Linked DNA regions of Mus musculus: all the other regions are linked to region 3. The links are chromatin contacts, called in public promoter capture Hi-C and targeted proximity ligation maps. All regions are on one chromosome and are shown on one strand. The core of a region is the stretch at or near the end of the contact, and the rest is flanking DNA. Distances in the headings are between cores, read along the strand shown.

Region 1 (2,700 bases), core at 116-2,615, 780 kb before region 3:
TACAGATTCTATGGGCTCTGCCAGACAGCTTTTGGGTTTGTGTTGGTTCACTTTCCATTATGACGGCACTAGTGTTTTTGTTACAGGCATGCCCTATAGATGATCCACTAAGGCAGATCACCCATCTACCCCTCTATAGACCTCATAATGCTTAACAATACAAACTAAATTTCAACACAACTTGAGGGAAAACATTGTTTTTTTTTTTTTGTTTGTTTTTTAAGATTTATTTATTTATTATATGTAAGTACACTGTAGCTGTCCTCAGACACTCCAGAAGGAGTCAGATCTCATTACAGATGGTTGTGAGCCACCATGTGGTTTCTGGGATTTGAACTCGGGACCTTTGGAAGAGCAATCGGGTGCTCTTACCCACTGAGCCATCTCACCAGCCCACATTGTTGGTTTTTAAAAGAGATTTATTTATTATATGTAAGTACACTGTAGCTGACTTCAGACACCTCAGAAGAGGGCATCAGATCTCATTATGGATGGTTGTGAGCCACCATGTGGTTACTGGGATTTGAACTCAGGACCTCTGGAAGTAGTCAGTGCTCTTAACTGCTAAGCCATCTTTCCAGCCCCTCGTTATCGTTTTGTTGTTTTTTGTTTGTTTGTTTGTTTGATTCAGGGTCTCACATAGGCCCAGGCTGGCCTCAATTTGATATGCTTACGTGTTACGTATTTTGAGCTCCAGATTTGTTAAACATGTCGGGTTTATTCATTTATTTTTGTCTGTTATTATTATCAATAATATTTTTTCGAGACAGGGTTTCTCTGTGTAGCCCTGGCTGTCCTGGAACTCACTCTGTAGACCAGGCTGGCCTCGTAACTCAAAAATCCGCCTGCCTCAGCCTCCCAAGTGCTGGGATTAAAGGCGTGCGCCACCACTGTCCGGCCTGTTGTTATTATTTTGTTGGCCTTTTCTTTTTTCAAGATAGAGCATGACTATGTAGCTGTATCCTGGAAAGCACTGACTACAGGAACTCACAGAAATCAGACTACCTTTGCCAACGCTGGGATTAAAAGCGTATGCCACTACGCCCTGCTAAGACCCTGGTGTGTTGTTTGGTGGTGGTGGTGGTTAGTTTTGTTATTTAAAAGGTAGTTTATTTTTGTACAATTTGGTACAACCATAAAGAACAAACTGGGATTAGCGACATGATTTTCCCAAATTCGGCGAGCAAACCTGTTCCTTTGGAAGAGTTTGGACGACTTCTGCGCTTGCTCAAAGAAGTACTGGAGACACGAAAGTTACCGAGAAGTTTCGGAAATGTGCGGAAAGGAGGCCACGCCCGCCAACCACCCCCACACATAAAGGCGGAAATAACCAAAGAAGCGCCGGAAGTGGCGGAGCTGATACGGGACAGGCGGCACCAGTTTCCATGGAGCCCGCTGGGCTCTGCGGCTTCTGCCCGGCCGGGGAAGCGCTGCCTGCGCGCTACACCTGCCCGCGCTGCAATGCTCCCTACTGCTCGCTGCGCTGCTACCGGGCGCACGGCGCCTGCGCCGAAGACTTTTACCGCGACCAAGTGCTGCGAGAGCTCCGTGGCCGAAGCGCTTCGCCCAGCCGTCTGGCGGGCGCGTTACGCCGGCTGCGCGAACAACGCGAGGCCGAGGATGAGCCCGAGGAAGCAGGCCTCGGGCCCGGGGCGCGGCCGGGCGGCCTTTCTGGACTTTGGGAACGTTTAACGCCGGCTGAGAAGGCGGCGTTCGAGCGGCTGCTGAGCCGTGGCGAAGCCGGACGCCTTCTGCCTCCGTGGCGGCCCTGGTGGTGGGGCCGCGGCACCGGCCCACGTTTGCTGGAGGAGCTGGATCATGCCGCGAACAGAGATCTTGCGGAGCCGGAGCCCGCCCCTGCGAGGACCGCGCTGCAATCTGGGGATGATGCCGCTGCCGCAGAGCCATTTGCTGAAGACTCCTGTGCCGCCAGACCGCTAGCATTGCCTGCTCGCATCCCAGCACTGGCCAGTCTGAGCCGCAGCCCGGCATCGCCGCTGGTGCGCTTCCAGCTGCCCAACGTGCTGTTCGCCTACGCTCATACTCTCGCCCTGTATCATGGAGGGGACGACGACGCGCTACTCTCTGACTTCTGTGCCACCCTGCTCGATGTTTCTGGGGCCCTGGGAGCCCAGCAAGTCTTTGGCTCTACAGAGGAAGCCCTGCAGGCCGCAGCCCACGTACTGGAAGCGGGCGAGCACCCACCTGGGCCCCTGGGTACGCGGGGTGCTATGCAAGAAGTTGCCCGAATCCTGCTGGGCGAGGGTCCAGTCAATCAGAAAGGCTACACTCTGACAGCACTGGGGCACCTAGCTCAGACCCTGGGACGAGCCCGGAAGCAGGCTGTGATTGGTGGAGAGCGAGATCGACTTTACCGGGCTCGGAAGAAGTGCCAGTTCCTGCTGGCTTGGACCAACGAAAACGAGGCTGCCCTCACACCCCTGGCGCTAGACTGTGCCAGAGCCCACCGAGCCCATGCTGTGACAGCTGAGGAGATGGCAACGCTTACTGGAGAGTTAGAACGGCTTTGGGGAGGCCCAGTGCCACCCACTCCAAGGACTCTCATTGAGGAACTCCCTGGCTGAACTGGGTATCCATGTCATTAATAAAGATGTGTCTGGTCTGCCCGAATGTCAGCAGTGCCTTTTCCGTAAAGATAGTGCCCTGTCCTAGGCTTCTCTTGAAGTTACTGTGTAGTTG
Region 2 (2,700 bases), core at 107-2,606, 830 kb before region 3:
CCTGTCTGGACCTGCAGGAGGGAGGAGTTGGGGCAGTGCCCAATGGAACGGGAACGGAGAACTACAATGGGGCAAACGCCCAGAACCCCACCCCTGGGGGCCTACCCAGTGCTCCCTGGCAGATGTCTGTCCGGGTGGCTCCATCCACGATGAACTGGGGGTTTGACATCAGTTCCTACAAGACCCACGGTCATGTTCCTGGGCCAGTCCCTCCTAGAAACTGGTACCCAGACACCACGAATAATGGGGGGGCCCAGTCCCATTGCCCACCACCATCAGAACCAAGTTCCACCCAGAGTGGCCCTCTTACCGTAGGCCGCTTCCATTTGATGCCATAGGTTTTAGAGGAATGAGGACCCAGTTCCTTGAAGCCCAGGCTATGAGAAACCGGAGGGAAGGCCTCGTCTTGGAAGAGGACCCCACTCTGCAGGCATCTTGCCCGAAGCGTTTCATAATCCTGGCCCAGGTACTTGATGGCGTTTTCATGGCGGCCCAAGCCCAGCTCCTTGTCCCGCTTCTTCTGTACTTGGGCTGACACCCCGGTGCAGTACACAGGGGTGATTAACTCCTCTGTCATCCTGGGGAACACATGGGCCTGGTAGAGATGCAGGCCTTCCCAGGGATAAAACACAACTGCCTGCCGACATTCTCCTGGACTCATTCCTCCCCAAACATGGGTCACTGCTCCCTTTACAGTGCCTGGGACTCTCAGCCACCTTGTTGTTAGGCTCTCAGAATCTGGAAAGGGGTGTCCAGTTTCTAGGTATCCTGGTCACCACCTCTCTTTTCCCTATTCTTACCGCCCAGAGGTGACAGTTTGGTATCAGCCATCCAGGCAGGTAGGATAGGGTGGAGGCCAGCCACAGCAGCAGAGCAGAGGTACTCCAGGTACGATCCCTGACACCATTTGCCTGCCTGTAACTTCCCCTCCACAAAGCTGCCAAGCATCTAGTTCATTTGCCCCTTTCCTCGGCTTAGGAACTGAAAACTCCACGCACTGATGCCTTTCCACAAGCTGAACATCAGAGCACTGGACACTGGCCCAGCTACAGCGGACAGGTTGAGCTGAGCGCCTGGGTTGAGCTGCTTCCGGACCCTTAACCCTCAGGCAAACACACAGAAGACCTGAAGCAGGGGCTGATCAGCGACAGCCCCCTAACCCCAGAAGCAGTGGCCTGGGTCAAACAGTCGTAGTCTGGACACCCAACTTCTTACCTGGGGAAGGGGAGTTTGGGAGATTGCTGCGGTCCCTGGGGCTGGCTTCCTTGGTGGCAGCTCAGGGCAGGGCCCAACCAGGAAGAGCGCTCCTCCCTGCCCTCCTCCCTGCCCTCCTCCCCGCCCTCCTCCACCGCCCCTCGGCCCTGGTCCCTCCCTCCCTGGTCCTCCACCTACGCCCGAGGCTCTTACCCCGCTCCCTCTAGGCTCTCCCTTATCTCCCCCGCAACACTTTTTTACTATCTCTTACTTAGGGTGTCTTTCAGTCCCCTCCCCCCGCCCCCTTCCTCTGCAGACTCTAAGCCAGCTCTGCGAGAGGACAAATTGGTAAATGGCAGAGTTGTCTCCCGGGAGGAGCCGGTCGCCGGTCCGGGTGAGAAGGGTTGGACTGGGACAGAAGGGCACCGCCGGCCAGAGAGAGGGTAGGGCAAGGGGTATTTTTAACTAGGGCCGCAGCTCGAGTTGCAGAGCCGCCGGCCCCACCCTATGTCGCCCTCCGGGAAGGTACTGGGGACGATCCGGCTCAGTGACGCCGCCAACACAGTCCTCCACCCGCCTCCTGCGCCCCCGCGTGCCTCTGGGTTGCAGCTGTCTTCCAGCCCAGCCGGCGCTCGGCGAAGCAGGGATTACCTCTGGTGGCTGCAACTGCTTGCTGGAGCTGCCCCTGGCTGGATGAGAGCTGACTTCTGCCGGACGCTAGACAAACGGTAGCCCCACCCCGGCCGGTCCCTGCCGCAGACCCGCTGTAGGGCTGAGCCAGCTCCCCACCCCCTCACCTTAGGGCGCAGGCCTGCAGAGCTAGCACTCCGCCCTAGCGGTCTTTGCGCACACCCTGCATGGCCTTAGGTAAATCCGTGCCTCGATTTCCCCAACCGTGCAGAAAAAAAAGAGGGACAATGGCCTTAGCCAATCTTTGTGTAGCATTCTGGCCTTCTCTTTCAAGTAATTGGTCTGCGCACCTGGGATCAGCTCCCTTGTGGGGGTTACCTGACCCGGGAGAGGGCAGCAGAGGCCCGGAACACCAGGGCAGGCTCACACAGGACCTGCAGATCCCCCTGGGCGCACTACAAGAGTTTGGAGCATCAAGGATGCAGAGGGATTGGAGCGGTCCCAAGGCTCTTCACAGTTATAGAGGTCACAGCATGGCCGATCAAGCTACATAAGATGGACAAGCATTCATTGAATAGATGGTGCTTTTCTTGGGATTCTAGGCACCTCGACACTCCAAAAGTTAAGAGCTGACTGCGTCTAACTTTCGCACCTGGGCGTTATGCTCAGCTGGGCATGAGCTGATGAAGACGCCTCTGCCTTCATGGTTAATGGAGAGGAAGGGTTGGTCCACACACTTTCCCCGACTGAAGCCTCATCTAATGCAGGTGTCAGTAAAGGCAGGAACTTTGGCAAGGGTGGGGAGATGCGCGTGGCCGGGGGCGGGGGAGAGGTAGGGTGGTGCCTGAAGAAAGCCTAGGCAGGTAGAGGACATGA
Region 3 (2,700 bases), core at 190-2,689:
GAAGCCCCTCATTAGGTTCAGGGCAGTCCCAGGAGAGCAGCCAAAAGGCAGGGCCGTCTCTTACCTTGTGCAGGTGTTCCAGGGCCAGCACAATCTCGCCCCCATACACTCGAACCTCAGCCTCCTTGAAGTACTGGCGCTGGTAGAGGTGAGTGAACATCTCACCACCGCTCACGTAGTCTGGGAGTGAGGAGACGTTGAAATGTTTCCCTACAAGGTAGCCTAATCTAACTCCCGTCCCTCTCCAAAGCTGAGATGTGACAGGCCCTCACCCAGGATGAGGTGCAGCTTGGCATCCGTCTGGAAGGCGTAGTGCAGTGTGACCAGGAAGGGTGCTTGGCGAACCAGCTCCAGCACCGAGCGTTCGGTGCGGGTATGCTCCTGTGTCTTCGCGCGCTGCACCAACGCCGCCTTGCGTAGCACCTTCATGGCATAGAGCTTGCCCGCGTCGTGCCCACCCGTCTTCCGCACCAGGAACACCTTCCCATAGGCTGTGGGAGCAGCAAGCAAGCGGTTGGAAGGTGGGCTGTAAGTGCGAGGGCGGTGCAGACTGGTGGGAAGGGGGGTGCAAAAGGCTGACAGAGCCTTCTAAGGAGAAGGTGAGCCCTCCCTGGAGGGTGCTCGGTTAAGCCTGAAAAGCAATTTGCAGTGCAAACTAGCCTGGGGAGCTTGCAACTCCAGAAGGCCTGCGGGGCGGGGAAGGGGCGGGGCACGTGCAAACCTGGGATGATCAAGAGAGCTGAGAAAAGATGAAAACGCTGGCACCGGAGGCAGAGGCGCGCTCCCAGTCAGCGGAGGGATGTGCAAACCCGGACTGGGGAATTTGCAAAATACAAGAGTGGGGCTCGCAAGGGAAGATGGGGAGAGAAGCTGTGCAAAGCTCTTGGGAGGGAGTCAAAACCCCAAAGAGGCTAGGAAATCGCGGCAGGGGGCACGCACGCATAGGACTTTGCAGAGAAGAGTCCTGTCAACGTGGACGCCCGGCAAGTAGGCTCGGAACCCTGGTACGGTAGGGCGGGGCGGGCAAGGGGAGCTATGCCGGGAAAGGGTGGGGGGACCTCCCCAGCAACCAGGCCCAGGCCCAGGTCCAGGCGAGTGGGCGGGCAGAAGGCCCAAAGCACCATGCCAGTGAAAGCGGTTTCTCACCTCCCGTGCCCAGCACCTTGAGCAGCGCGAAGTTCTCCACGCTCACCTTCTCCTCATGCCCGGTGAGGTTGGCTGCGGACACAGGGGGGCGAGTGAGCCCAGAGGGTCGCTGACTCTTGCCACCCGTCCGGGAGAGCCGCCTCGGGATCCGGCACCCACCTTCGGTGATCTGCAGCTCCACGGCGCAGCCCTCGTCCTCATCCTCGTCTCCCATGGCGGGCGGGTCGCTGGGGCCCGCGCGGCTGGGGCTACGGGCGGCGCCGGTTACATGGCGGCTCCGGCCGGGGCGGGTGCTTCCTGGTGCCGCCTCTGGGGCCGAGCGGGCGCCGGCACCGCCTCCCGGCTCCCAGCCCGCCCCGTGCGGCCTGAGTCAGGCGGCTGGAACGTGACGGAGCGGGGCTGCGGGTGGGAAGCATCAGACGGTGGCAGGGTCTCCTGGCCCCGGGACCAGTGAGAGCCGTGCAGGGCCTTTGGGTGACATGTGGCTGCAGCTGGAGTAAGCCTCCTAGCCAGGTGTCTGTCCAGCAGGATATGGAGGACACTAGAGGTCTGTGTCCCAGGATTTGAGGAGGGCTGCCCACCCAGGCTGATGGAGCCCTCCCTCCCACGTGGCAGCCTTGCCTCTTCTGCTCCTCTTAGCCAACAGACACAAATCACAGCCCACTTCCTTCTTTAGGACCACTCGTTACACTCGTTAAGCTCAGCAAATACACTGGAGATCTTTATATTCCCTGGACACAGGAGCCCTAGGCTCTTGATGCTGGGCCGGCAATGGGCATCCTGAGAGTACACTTCAGAAACAGGAAGCCACTTTACATGGGTAAAGTTGCTTTTGCCCCAAAGGAGACCAACTGAGTTGGATGCCTAGTTCCCTCCCACATGGTAAAAAGAAAGAACCGACTTCCACAAGCTGCCCTTAGATCTAAGTGCCTGCACCTACATACAATGCAAACATATGGCATAATATAAAATAAATGTAATTTCAAAAAGAATTAAAGAGGGAGCCTGCAGGGCTGATTGCACAAGGACCCCACTCCACCTTTCCCAGGGAGCCCCACCCTCCCTGGGGCAGCCTCGGGTGCCCTGACTCACATCCTGCCACCCAGCCTAATTGTCCCTGTATTCGTTTGCTTCTTTGTTGCTGTGATAAAACGTTCTGACTTAAAGCAGCTTGGGGAAGGGGCAGTTATTTGGTTTGCAGGCTACAGTCCATAACTGAGGGAAGTCAAGGCAGAAACTCAAGGCTGGAACCTGGAGATCAGAACTGAAGCAGAGACCATGGAGGAGCACTGCTTATGATGAGGAGCACTGCTTATGAGGAGCACTGCTTACTGACTTTCATCCCTTGACTTTTTCAGCTAGCTTTATTACATAACCCAAGCCCATCTAGCTAGGGATGTATCACCCACAGTGACTTAGGCCTTCCTATAATCAATTTGCAATCAAGAAAATGCCTCCACAAATATGCCCATGGGCTAATCTGCTGGAAGCAGTCTCTCAGCTGTGAGGTTCCCTCTACCTAGGTGTCTAGTTTGACAAAAGAACTATGACATT
Region 4 (2,700 bases), core at 62-2,561, 880 kb before region 3:
AATGTCGGTCCTCTGGAAGAGCAGTCAGTGCCCTTAACCACACAGCCATCTCTCCAGCCCCAGGGCACAGAATCTTCAAAAGATTTCAAGTTCTTTTAAAAAAATGTATATATTATTACTTTATGTGCATTAATGTTCTGCCTGCATGTATGTCTGTGTGAAGGTGTCAGATATTGGAGTTATAGCAAGCAAAGCAGACAGGATGGCACTAATTCAGCTCTTAGCCTTGAATTCTCTATGATCCTCCAGGCCTCAGCCTCCCACGTGCTGGGGTAACAGGCAAGCCCACTTATACTACGGTTTTATTTCCTACAGTAAGAATTTCAAGGGGTACACACACTGCTATTCTGACACTGATGCACACATCTTCCAGGAGAGATGTGTGATTTAAATCTTTACCACTGGTCTCTGTGGAGCAATAGGATGAGGCACTGTACTCCAGAGCAAAAGTCAGGGGTCGGCACACAATCAGGCAACTAAGTCTCCTTGCCCATGTCCCTCCATCTATAAAGAGAGGGAGCCAATAAGCACCTTGAAGTTTCTTCCAAAGCTAAAATAAAGGACTAGGATCCACCTAGAGGAATTCCTATTTGCACAGATCACTAAAAACTCTGATGAGCAGGGCATGGTGGTGTACATCGTTAACCCCAGCACTCGGGAAGCAGAGGCAGGCGATCTCCGTGAGTTCAAGGCCAGCACAGTAATCTACATAATGAGTTCTGGGGTTACCCAGAAAGACTCTGTCTTTAAAAACCAAACAAACAAAAAAACCTCTAATGAGAAAAGTCATTGAGCAAGAGATGACTAGGTATGAGATGCAAACGGTTCCAATGTCTCCTATTGGTAATGTCACCTGTTGTTTAGTCGGGACCCAATAGGTACCACACAAGCATATAGAACTTGGAAGCGATCCTCTCGGTTCGGGACTCACGTTTCTCCAACAGGGAGTCCTCGTAGTCCAGGCCGAAGATCTGTAGTTCCTCCGCCAGCTGCTGGGTGGACACGGCCATGGTGACCCGGGAGTGGCCGGGCGCCTGCCGCCGGGCCCCGACCTCAGCTCTACCCTGCAGACGCTTATCCTTTCGCTTTACCGGAAGGTGACAGGGACGTGTCACGAGACCACCTGGCCTAAGCCCTCAAACGACCCCAGCCACCAGGTCACAGAGAAATACTTCAAAAGCCCTCGAGAGGTCTCGATCCAGAGAGAAAACTTGCTTCCGAGGACTACACCTTAGCTTCTCCGTGAGGAGCACAGCACAGGAAAAACCCGCCAAACGCTTTGCCTAGCGCGCGCTTGCGCGAGGTTCTGCTCGGGCCCCGCCCTCCCCGCGCACGCGCCGGTCCTCCCACTGCAGCTGCGCAGAACGCGCCTCTGCGCGTCACTCCGCGCGGAAATTGAGAATCGAGACCCCGTACTGTGGCTGTTTCAGGAGTCGCCTGTTCTGCTAAGCTCTGCGATGCTTGTTTGTCCCTTTTTTTTTACCCTTGGCCAGGAGGCGCTGTTTGTCTGTATCTTGCAGTGACTGACACGTGTGTCCAGCACGGCCCTGGAAGGGCACGTTAGCTCCTTCCTCCCCCACCTCAGCATCTCCATCCTGCTCTGCCTTGGTTCGTCCTGATCTAACGCTTTCGTAGGGAATGTGGTTATTATAGCTGTTATGATTGTCAGTCACGGGGATAGCGGGAGGGCAGGTCACTGAAGGGGGAGTGGTTAGAGAGTAAAACAAGGAGTGCATTCTCTTCTTGATGTATTTACCAAATTTTCGAACCAAAATCTCCATTGATTTGGCTTAGGTCAATTGATCTGTGACACCCTAAGAATGGAATGGAAGACTGGCAGAGCCTTTAAGAAAAAACGGTTTGAAGCTAGGCCTGGTAGCACACACCTGTAATCTCAGCACTTGGAGGCTGAGGCAGGTCTCTGCAAGTTCCAGCCAAGGCTATACAGAGAGACCCTAACAAGCAAGCAAGAAACACCAAACAGGACTGCAGAGATGGTTTAGCAGTTACGCTTACTGATCTCACAAAGGACTTGGGTTTGGTTCCAGCACTAGTGTGGTGGCTCACAGCTGCCTCTAACTCCAGTTTCAGGGGACCTGAGACCTCCTGACCTCCACAGGCTCCTACAATCACATGGTGCACATACATACACTCAGGTACTCACAAACACCCATTTAAAACCATGCCGCTAGCCCCAGCACTAAGGAAGCAGAAGCAGGAAGATTACTGAGTTTAAGGCCAGCCTGGTCTACAGAATGGCACCCAGAACAGCAGGGCCACACTGAGAAACCCTGTCTCAAAACAAAAACAAAGTGTGTCTGTGTGTTTAAAGGCTGATTGAACTTCAACTTTCTCAGTGAACATCGTGGCTCAAAGCTTCAATCTCAATATTTGGGAGGCTGAGGTGAGATATTAACACGAGACTGCAGCCGACTAGGCCCACATTTTAAGTCTGTCCAACAGAAAAACAAAACAAAACAAAACTTTACTGGGTTTTCACACTAGTAGCAGGAAGCACTGGGCTGGGCTGCAGGAATTTAGCCACCAGGTGGCAGCAAGGTCACACAACACTACGATTTAGTCCCTCAGTGCTGCCACACATCATTAACATCTGAGGCTTATGGCCTTTCTGATAAAGAGAGGTAAGATTTAAATACAGCCTCACAAACCTTGAACCAATTATCACCCATTTCTAGAGAT
Region 5 (2,700 bases), core at 37-2,536, 600 kb before region 3:
CCCCACCCCACCCTGCAGGACCGGGTTTCTCTGTGTAACCTTGGCTGTTCTGGAACTCCCTCTGTAGACTAGGCTAGCCTGGAATTCAAAGACTGGCTTGGTGTATGTCCCTGAGGGAATCCTCACTTTTGTCTAAATGTCTGAATTTGGGAAAAGGAATTTCTTGGGGACCTGACAGAATTTTTAAAAAGAGAGAAATGGGTGTGTGTGTGTGTGTGCCTTCAATCCCAGATTTTAGAAGCACAGGCAGATGCATCTCTGATTTCAAGGATAGCCTGGTCTACAGAGCGTTCCAGGACAGCCAGGCTACACAGAGAAACTTTGTCTCGGAAAAAACAAAAAACAAAAAAAGGAAAGAACAAGGAAGAAGAAAGAAAAAAAAAAGTGGAAACAAATAGTGCCTTTTTAGGGAGTTGTTAACAATAATGGATAAGATAAGCGGCTAGGAGGAGTGGGGAGAGGGGTTTTGTGGAGGCAAACTGGGAGGAATAACATTTGAAATGTAAATAGATGCCTGGCAGTGGTGGTGCACGCCTTTAACGCCAGCACTTGGGAGGCAGAGGCAGGCTTTAGAGGCCAGCCTGGTCTACAGAGTGAGTTCTAGGACAGCCAGGGATACACAGAGAAACCCTGTCTCGAAAAACATACAAACAGAAATGTAAATAGATAAAATAACAAATAAGCAAATGAAAAAAGATAAAGGACTAAAGCAAGTTTCATAGGGCTGGGCGTGATGATGTATGCACGCCTTAAATTCCATCATAGAGAGGCAGAGGCAGGAGGATCCTATGAGTTCAAGGCCAGCCTGGACTACAGTGTGAGTTTCAGAACCGCCAAATACAGAAAAGCTTGTCTCCAAAAAAAAAAAAAAAAAAGTTTTATAAAAGTGCAAATGTGCATTTGTTGCCAAAAGATAGACTGCAAAATTCGCACTGACTTTACTCCTCTGATAAGCTTGTCTACAAATTGGGTGAGTCACTGTTCCTTTAAATTCTTCCCAATCACCTAAAAAAAAAAAAAAAAAGTTGGACAAATCGGCACATGCGCACTCTTCCTGGCCCGGACTGTCGCCCTACGGTTGCAGCCTTTCCGCAGCTTGAAGCAAGGAGGTTAAAGGTCCTCCCACTCAGAATTTACGCGCAAGCGTAAACTACGATTGGGAGCATTTCATCTCGCAAAGAGCCCAGTCCCTTTTTCGCTCTTCAAGGCTCCGCCTCCCGCGGCCAATCAGTGGGCCTCGCCCTTCGCAATGACCAATGGCAGCGAGCGTGGGGGCGTGGTTGGGCGTCCGGGGGCGCGGCCTGGCGCTGAGAGAAGCGGCGGGGCGAACCGGGGGCTCTAGTGAACAGCACAGCCGGACCGAGATCGCCGGCTGTCGGCCAGCGGAAGCGGCTCGGGCCCGGCGGTCCCCGAGATGTCACGATGGCTGTGGCCATGGTCGAACTGTGTGAAAGAGCGTGTCTGCCGCTACTTGCTACAGCACTACTTGGGTCACTTCTTTCAGGAGCACCTCAGCCTGGACCAGCTCAGCCTGGATCTGTACAAGGGCAGCGTTGCCCTGCGGGATATTCACCTGGAAACCTGGGTGAGGAGGCAGGGCAGAGGTGGGATGGTGTGGAGAGAGGGAGCACGGGCCAGCGAAGGGTCCTCGCGGAAGGTTTGGGCTGGAGGACAGGCACCGTGTTTGGAGAGGCCAGTGGGTCTCGACCGCCTCCGCCAGGCCCCCTGGCTGGCCCGTCACCACTTAACCAGAAGCTAGGAGAGAAGTCTCTGTCTTCACCTCTCTAGGAGAGACAGACTAGGAAGTGAGGTGTTACTTTAAAAAAAAAAATGTCACCATCATCATACGGAGTTTGGGAGAGCTGCTTGGGGAAGGGGATTCCCGGGAGCTAGGGGAGCAGAGAGATGTTGTGGGGAGCCAGGCAGTAACAAGAGCTGGAACTAGGGTAGTCAGGGAGGCTTTGGGGGTGTTAAGAGCCCTGCCAGGGGCACCTGTAGAAAGATGTGTCCTGACCTCCTCACCCCATGATCCTGGGCATAAGGGGTGGAGATCGCCCCCGGATGTGGATGTCAACAACAGCGTCACTGCCTTCTGTGTTGATCCACACCTCGTGTGACTGTTGCTGCTCTCTACTTCCTGCTTTTGGGAGAGTGGGAGGGGCCTAGCTTGGGTTTAGGGAAGGACTTGGTCTCTGGCATCTCTACCTGGAGGGCAGCCCTCCAGGAGAGGTGTAGAGGTTTAGCTTCAGGCTAGCTGGGGTGGGGGATGGGAGGAGAAGCTGGGCCTGATGCTCAGGAGGTCTGAGGCCTAGGGTATGGAGTTGAGCAGGAGGCTGGGGGTGGCAGGTGAGGGGCATTGACTCACAGCTGATGGCTGGGAGTAGCCAAGGAGCCACCAATTAGAGGCTCCAGCTAAGGGCTGGTATGGGGTCATCCTAGCTCCAAGAGCAGTAGAATGGGCATGTGGCAGGGCTGGCCTCTTTCTCTTTTCTAGCTGGCCTATGGGTCTGCAGCTTCACTTAGAAAGAGCTAGAGGTGAGCCATGCCTTTGGGAACAAATATGGGTTGAAGAGATGGTGGCATCTTCTAATGGCCTGGTATAAGAGGTGTCTGACCTTCGCCTCTTAAACCGCTCAGAAAAATATCCAACATCTGGGTGTTCCCTTTTTTTTTTTTTTTGCTTTCAGCCAGAATGCCTTC
Region 6 (2,700 bases), core at 181-2,680, 580 kb after region 3:
CGTGTGAGTGTGTGTATGTGTGTGTGTGTGATTTCCACCAGTGACTCTTGTCCTCTTGGCATATACACTTCGGAGAATGGTTTCCTGTGGGTCGGGTAATTTAATAGTTTCCTTACTCCCAAGGGGCTGAAACTGTTTCCTTTTTATAAACTGAGGATGTCTAAGTTACCCGCATTAGTAGCAATCTTGTTCACTGCTGCATGTCCAGAGTGTCAGCTCTTGTAGCACATAGTAGGTGTTAAGTGTGAGAATGACTCCATGAATGGTGCCTTCTTTGACTGTGGTGTGCCTCCCCGACAGGGAGGGAATAAAACCCACTTCTAGACCCTCATGGTCTCTGGCATCCTGTAATTTGGATCTCCAGGCCTCTGCTTTGTTGTGGACGACTAACCAAAGGCTAAGGGAGGACCTGTTTCTCCAGCTGGCCCTGGCAGGACCCCAGGTTGCCTCGACCCTACAACCTTTCGAGGTTCCTTCTCCAGGCTTACCGGGAGCCTGAGACCTGAAGGTGTCCCTCGGCCGAAGCCAGAATTCGCCCCAGGGTTTTCCAGCCTAGGGATGCGAATCTCCAGCTGCCCATCACCAGGATCCCAGTCCCTTCTTTGCACCTTCGTCCTGTGCAGGAGCCCGGGGCTGAGCGGAGTGCCTCACCCGGTACCTATAGGCCTGCGGGGGCAGGAGCCTGAATCACCGCCGCAGTCTCCCTCTCTTTCCGGCTTCCAGCCCAGGGCCACCTCTGTTTCGGAACGCCGGCTGGCCAGGCGCAGCGTGCTAGCTCTCTTACACTCCTCTGCGCGCCCCTCTTCCCGGCTTGCGCTTTCGCGGCCGCCGCCCTCACTCTGGCCGGCTCCAGGGAAACCTCGCCCCGCCGCCCCTCCCCGGTAGAAGCCAGAGCTGCCAGCGCTAGCCCCAGGCTCCCGCGGGAGGGGGCGCGGCAGCCCCCACGGCTCCACCCTCTCCGCGGGGCCGCGGCCATCTGGGGCCCCTGCCAGGCGCGTCTGCTTGGGGCCCGCGCCCAGCTCCTGCGGGAGGACGAGGCACCCCGGAGAGGGGAACGGTGCCGCCGCACCGGGCGGTCCCCTGCTAGCGGGCTGCGGAGAGCCGCGCTCGGAGATGCCCCGAGGGGGCGGTGGCTGAAGCGCGTCGCAGCGGACTGGACACGGGCGCCCCTGGTCACCTCGGCGACTCTTTACCAGCCGGAGCTGCAGCTGCGGACGCGGCAGGGCGGACCCACGAGGGCGCTGAGGACCGTGCTCCCCGCGTCCGTAACAAGCGCCCGTTGCGGACTTGCCACCTCCCGCTTTCCCCGCACCAGCCCCCCGCGAGCTGGCAGGAGGAAATTGCGCGCGGCCCCTTTAAATTTACCCAGGAGCCCTTAAAGGAGCCCCAGGGGCCCCAGACAGGAATCCCCACCCCGGTCCAGCCCGCGCTGCCGAGCGAGCAGTCAGCCGTCCGTGCGGCCGGCCGCCCGTGAATGCGCCCCGCGCCCGGGGGCCCCGCGCACCGAGCGCCCCGCGTGCGCCGCCGCTGGCTCCGCGGCCCCGCGCCCCGCCGCCCCGGGGCCCCCGCTCCGCAGCGCAGCGCATGGAGCCCGGCGGGGACCACCGGAGCCGGAGCGGCGGCGGCAGGGGCGGCCCCGGGCCCGCAGTGACCTCGGCACGGGGCCGACGGCTGCCGCCCACCGCAGCGAGCGGCGGCACGGAGCCCGAGGAGGACGACGGCGGTAAGATCTGGGGCCGACGACCGGGGGTGGGGGGCCCCGGCGTGGGGGAGGGGAGGGCTGCGGCTCCGGGCCCCTCTCGGCCGCCGAACAAAGCGGGGGACGAGCGCAGGGCGGCTCGGGGCGCCACCTGGTGGGCGCAGAGAGCAGCTACAAGGCCCGCGGGGCGCTCCCTGCCCGTGGCGGGGTCTGCCCGCCGGGCTGGGGCGGATCCCTGCTCCTTAAAGGGCCCCGCGTTGCTCGTTTTTTGGGGGGGGGGGCAGCGACGTGGGAGTCGAGGTGCTGGAACTTGCGGCTCCCGCCCTTTCTCTTTCACACTCCCAGGTGGTCTGTCTTTTAAAGGCTTCCCAGTCCCTCTGTCCCTTTCTGAGGCTTTCCCCAGAGTAGCATAGCTCGGGATTCCGCTGTTCTCGGTTATGCCATCCCTTTCTGCGTGGCCTTGCTGGAGACGTGAACTCTTCCCTTCACGGTTACGCTACGAGAAACAAAGCGCAGCCTGCGTCCTGGGGGCCCCCGTCTGTCATACCCCACGTCGGGAAGGTCTTAGTGAGGGATGGGTTCGCACACGAAGGTGGATGCCCCACCCGTGCGTTGTCGCGTTTCAGAATCGATTTTGGCCCCAGTTTGTCAGCTGTACCAAGACCTGCCGGCCCTAGTTGGCCCTTAAAACCAACTGCTTTTTTTTGTCTCCCTTCTGTAAGGTTCATTGCCTTTAGATCAGCGGAGGTTCCATCCGTACTAGGGAGAGTGCTCTCTACTCTTTGAGCTCCTCTCCCTATAAGCCCCCGCCCCCCACCCCCCCTTTTTATTTTTTTGAAAAAAATCTCAGCTCCTCCTTTTTCTTTCTTTCTTTCTTTTATTTTTTTCTTCTTTCTGCTCTTAAAGGGCCAGTCTGCCTTAGATTTAACAGTGGTCCTGCACTGGAAAGATGCTTAGTAGGATGCTAGCTATTCAGTCAGTGCATTTGCAGACAAAGGCGT
Region 7 (2,700 bases), core at 32-2,531, 710 kb before region 3:
GGTTCTGAATGCCTTGTCATCCTTTCTACCCTCCGGCATCTTCCTAGAGACAATTATTATATTTGTATTTTTTGGCATGAAAAAGTAAACCCCCGGAACACTCTTGACGTATCTAAGACTCTGACTTAGATTGCTTTGGGAGCGACTTGTATGTGTTTGCTTCCTTTTAACAGTCGACAAGCCACTAATCAAACAGTTGCCAAGTTGAAAAAAATTTAAGTACAAGAAAATATATAGTCAGTCTTTCCGCAGCAACCCGGTTTCTCCCATTGGAGACCTCCATAGTTACCTTGGGTAAAATTCTAAAAGCATTCTTTCATGCTGATGTTTCTACGAGCTCATTCTAAGTTTTATTGTTACAAACACCAATTTCAGCTTATTGACTTCCTTATCTGTTAAGACCAGTCTTTTTTTTTTTTTGCGTGAGTTTTTAAAACCACACAAATTATATATATATAATATATAAATAGTATAATAAAATTATATGTGTATATGTGTATATACACACACACATACATTTAAACTTTTAAAGAGCTTTTTTTATAGTTGGTCCTGGTGGTGCACGCCTTTAATCATAGCACTTGGGAGGCAGATGCAGGAGGGTCTCGGTGACTTCCGGGCCAGTCTAGTTTACATCGTGAGTTCGCAAAAGCCAGGGCTGTCTCAAAAAAAGAAAAGATAGATAAATAAAAAGGTGGTGGTGGGGCTTTTACGGATCAAGCAGGGAAAATTACCAAAAGTTACTCTAAGCGATTAGAGAAGGAATATTTAGGTTAATCCGGAGTTTTCTTGCTTTGAGAAATTCGTAGACCGCATCTAGACATCACCAACAACAGAGAGGGGGTACCGGGCCAAGCGCAGAGCCAAGCTCCACAGACTTTAAAAAATGACCCTTAGCCCCGCCCCAGGAGGTGAGGCGCCTTAAATCTTCTGTCTCAGGCGCCTCTTAAAGGGGAAATCTATTTGTGTAGGCCAAACCGCGACCTCCTTGAAGCTCTTTGCCTTTAAGGTACAGCACGGATCCGGAGCTGCTTAAAAGGGTAATGCTCCCCCGCTGGGTCCCACCTCACCTGAGCGGTTACTTTGTACTCTGTGTAACCCTTGGGGTGGGTCCTAGGGTCCGAGACTGTGTAGTGTCGCAGGAAGTCATCCTTCGCTTGGCGCGACATGACAGCGGAGCCGGTCGCCGGCTCCTCCTCCTGCACGTCGCCCCCGCTCCCCGCGTGTTGAGCCTACTGCCACTGCCAGGATCCGGCCTGCGCCCTTCTTCAGGCCCAGGGACCTAGTCGCAAGTGACACAACCGTTCTTGGCTTGGGGGCGTGGCTAAGGGAGTGTCTGACAAGTTCTAGGTCATTGGTAAAGCGGAGTTCTAGGTAGAGACTAAGGATTGGTTGTTTGGGAGAGGATTTACCAGCTGGCATCCTGGCATGTGATTGAACCCACTTCCCCCTAACGTAAACCCTCCTTACAGACCTCCGAAACGTTTCTTTATTTATCTTCTTTACACTCATCCAGCCTCTTATTTATGAATTATTTTAAGCTAAGATCTCTGCTGTGTTGACCAACTTCTGGGCTTAAAATATTCTCCTACCTAAGCCTCCTGAGTATCTGGAACTTCAGGTGCTTGGCATAGGGTCTAACCCATGCAACTTTTATTGTGTTCAAAATGTGCCTAGCAGAGCCAAGTTCCCTGCCTCCCTGTGCGGATTGGGGGGTGGGGGGAACGACACACACTGACATTTTCTGATGCTGAAAAAACTGGATAGTGACAGAGGCTCTGAAATCACAACACTTACACGTATTTGAATTCCCCTTAACTGCTTCAAATTTGGGGAGGTTGGACGTTGAGATGATCTCATGTAGCCCAGTTTGGCCTCAGACTCTCTATGTAGTTGAGGCTGGCCTTGGATTTCTGACCCTCCAATTTCCATCTCCCAAATGCTGAAATCCTTGGTAAGCATTACATTTCCCTCTTGTAACTGCATGCATCTAGTTTTTCATCTATGGAAAGTGGTACCTGACACAGTATCTTCTGTAACAGATCAGATCAAGAGGCATGCTGGCACAACACAGGGATAGCGAAAACCCAACACCAATTGATCAAGGCCAAATTGGTGTGGAAGATTATCACTAAACATAGATTGCAGCACATCCCACCACTACCAGAAATCCCATCTTCAAATAGGAAAGAGTGGATAAAAGAACCATTAAGGGTTGGAGAGATGGCTCAGCGGTTGTGAGCACTGACTGCTCTTCCAAAGGTTCTGAGTTCAAGTCCCAGCAACCACATGGTGGCTCACAGCCATTCATAATGAGGTATGACGCCCTCTTCTGGGGTGTCTGAAGACAGCTACAGTGTGCTGTAAATATAATACATGTAAATATGTAAATATAATAAATAAATAAATCATTAAAAAAAAGAACCATTAAAAAATCTGAGGTGAGATGGCTCAGCAGTTAAGAGCACTGACTGCTCTTCCAAAGGTCCTGAGTTCAAATCCCAGCACCCACATGGTGGCTCACAACCATCTGTAATGAGATCTGACTCCCTTTTCTGGGGTGTCTGAAGACAGCAACAGTGTACTTACATATAATAAATAAATAGATCTTTTTTTTTTTTTAATCTGAGATGTTGGCTGCGGTGGTACATCACACTTTTAGTCCCAGCACTAAGGAGGCAGAGGCAGGTGAATCTCTGT

What was found. Promoter capture Hi-C pulls out the DNA fragments that hold promoters and counts their contacts.
Region 1: a targeted proximity ligation map of pancreatic cancer cells shows a contact between it and region 3. A contact is called at or near these places in 2 of 130 datasets of targeted methods (memory CD8 T cells and pancreatic cancer cells).
Region 2: a promoter capture Hi-C map of liver shows a contact between it and region 3, with 2.3 times the contacts expected there. A contact is called at or near these places in 1 of 39 promoter capture datasets (liver) and 1 of 130 datasets of targeted methods (pancreatic cancer cells).
Region 4: a promoter capture Hi-C map of liver shows a contact between it and region 3, with 2.8 times the contacts expected there.
Region 5: a contact with region 3 is called in a promoter capture Hi-C map of hippocampal neurons, with 4 times the contacts expected there. A contact is called at or near these places in 5 of 39 promoter capture datasets (the 3T3-L1 cell line, hippocampal neurons, liver and 1 more) and 2 of 130 datasets of targeted methods (extraembryonic endoderm stem cells and pancreatic cancer cells).
Region 6: a contact with region 3 is called in a targeted proximity ligation map of pancreatic cancer cells. A contact is called at or near these places in 1 of 39 promoter capture datasets (liver) and 1 of 130 datasets of targeted methods (pancreatic cancer cells).
Region 7: a targeted proximity ligation map of pancreatic cancer cells shows a contact between it and region 3. A contact is called at or near these places in 1 of 39 promoter capture datasets (neural stem cells) and 2 of 130 datasets of targeted methods (bone marrow-derived macrophages and pancreatic cancer cells).

Annotation. Positions count from the first base shown.
Region 1 is chr19:6,059,842-6,062,541 of GRCm38.p6, forward strand. Znhit2 (zinc finger, HIT domain containing 2) reads left to right here and starts at 1,366. Exons shown (of 1, transcript NM_013859.2): 1 at 1,366-2,627. The coding sequence starts at 1,386. The coding sequence ends at 2,585.
Region 2 is chr19:6,013,891-6,016,590 of GRCm38.p6, forward strand. Capn1 (calpain 1) reads right to left here and starts at 1,357. Exons shown (of 22, transcript NM_007600.3): 1 at 1,216-1,357; 2 at 311-578; 3 at 106-175. The coding sequence starts at 577. Gm10814 (predicted gene 10814) reads left to right here. Exons shown (of 5, transcript NR_045783.1): 2 at 339-466; 3 at 979-1,922; 4 at 2,427-2,593.
Region 3 is chr19:6,839,188-6,841,887 of GRCm38.p6, forward strand. It overlaps Rps6ka4 (ribosomal protein S6 kinase, polypeptide 4), which reads right to left and starts at 1,440. Exons shown (of 18, transcript NM_019924.2): 1 at 1,306-1,440; 2 at 1,147-1,218; 3 at 273-491; 4 at 65-180. The coding sequence starts at 1,360.
Region 4 is chr19:5,962,895-5,965,594 of GRCm38.p6, forward strand. Pola2 (polymerase (DNA directed), alpha 2) reads right to left here and starts at 1,312. Exons shown (of 18, transcript NM_008893.3): 1 at 932-1,312. The coding sequence starts at 1,010.
Region 5 is chr19:6,240,382-6,243,081 of GRCm38.p6, forward strand. Atg2a (autophagy related 2A) reads left to right here and starts at 1,287. Exons shown (of 40, transcript NM_194348.3): 1 at 1,287-1,585. The coding sequence starts at 1,415.
Region 6 is chr19:7,416,195-7,418,894 of GRCm38.p6, forward strand. It overlaps 2700081O15Rik (RIKEN cDNA 2700081O15 gene), which reads left to right and starts at 1,431. Exons shown (of 5, transcript NM_175381.6): 1 at 1,431-1,723. The coding sequence starts at 1,585.
Region 7 is chr19:6,126,979-6,129,678 of GRCm38.p6, forward strand. It overlaps Snx15 (sorting nexin 15), which reads right to left and starts at 1,282. Exons shown (of 8, transcript NM_026912.2): 1 at 1,071-1,282. The coding sequence starts at 1,169.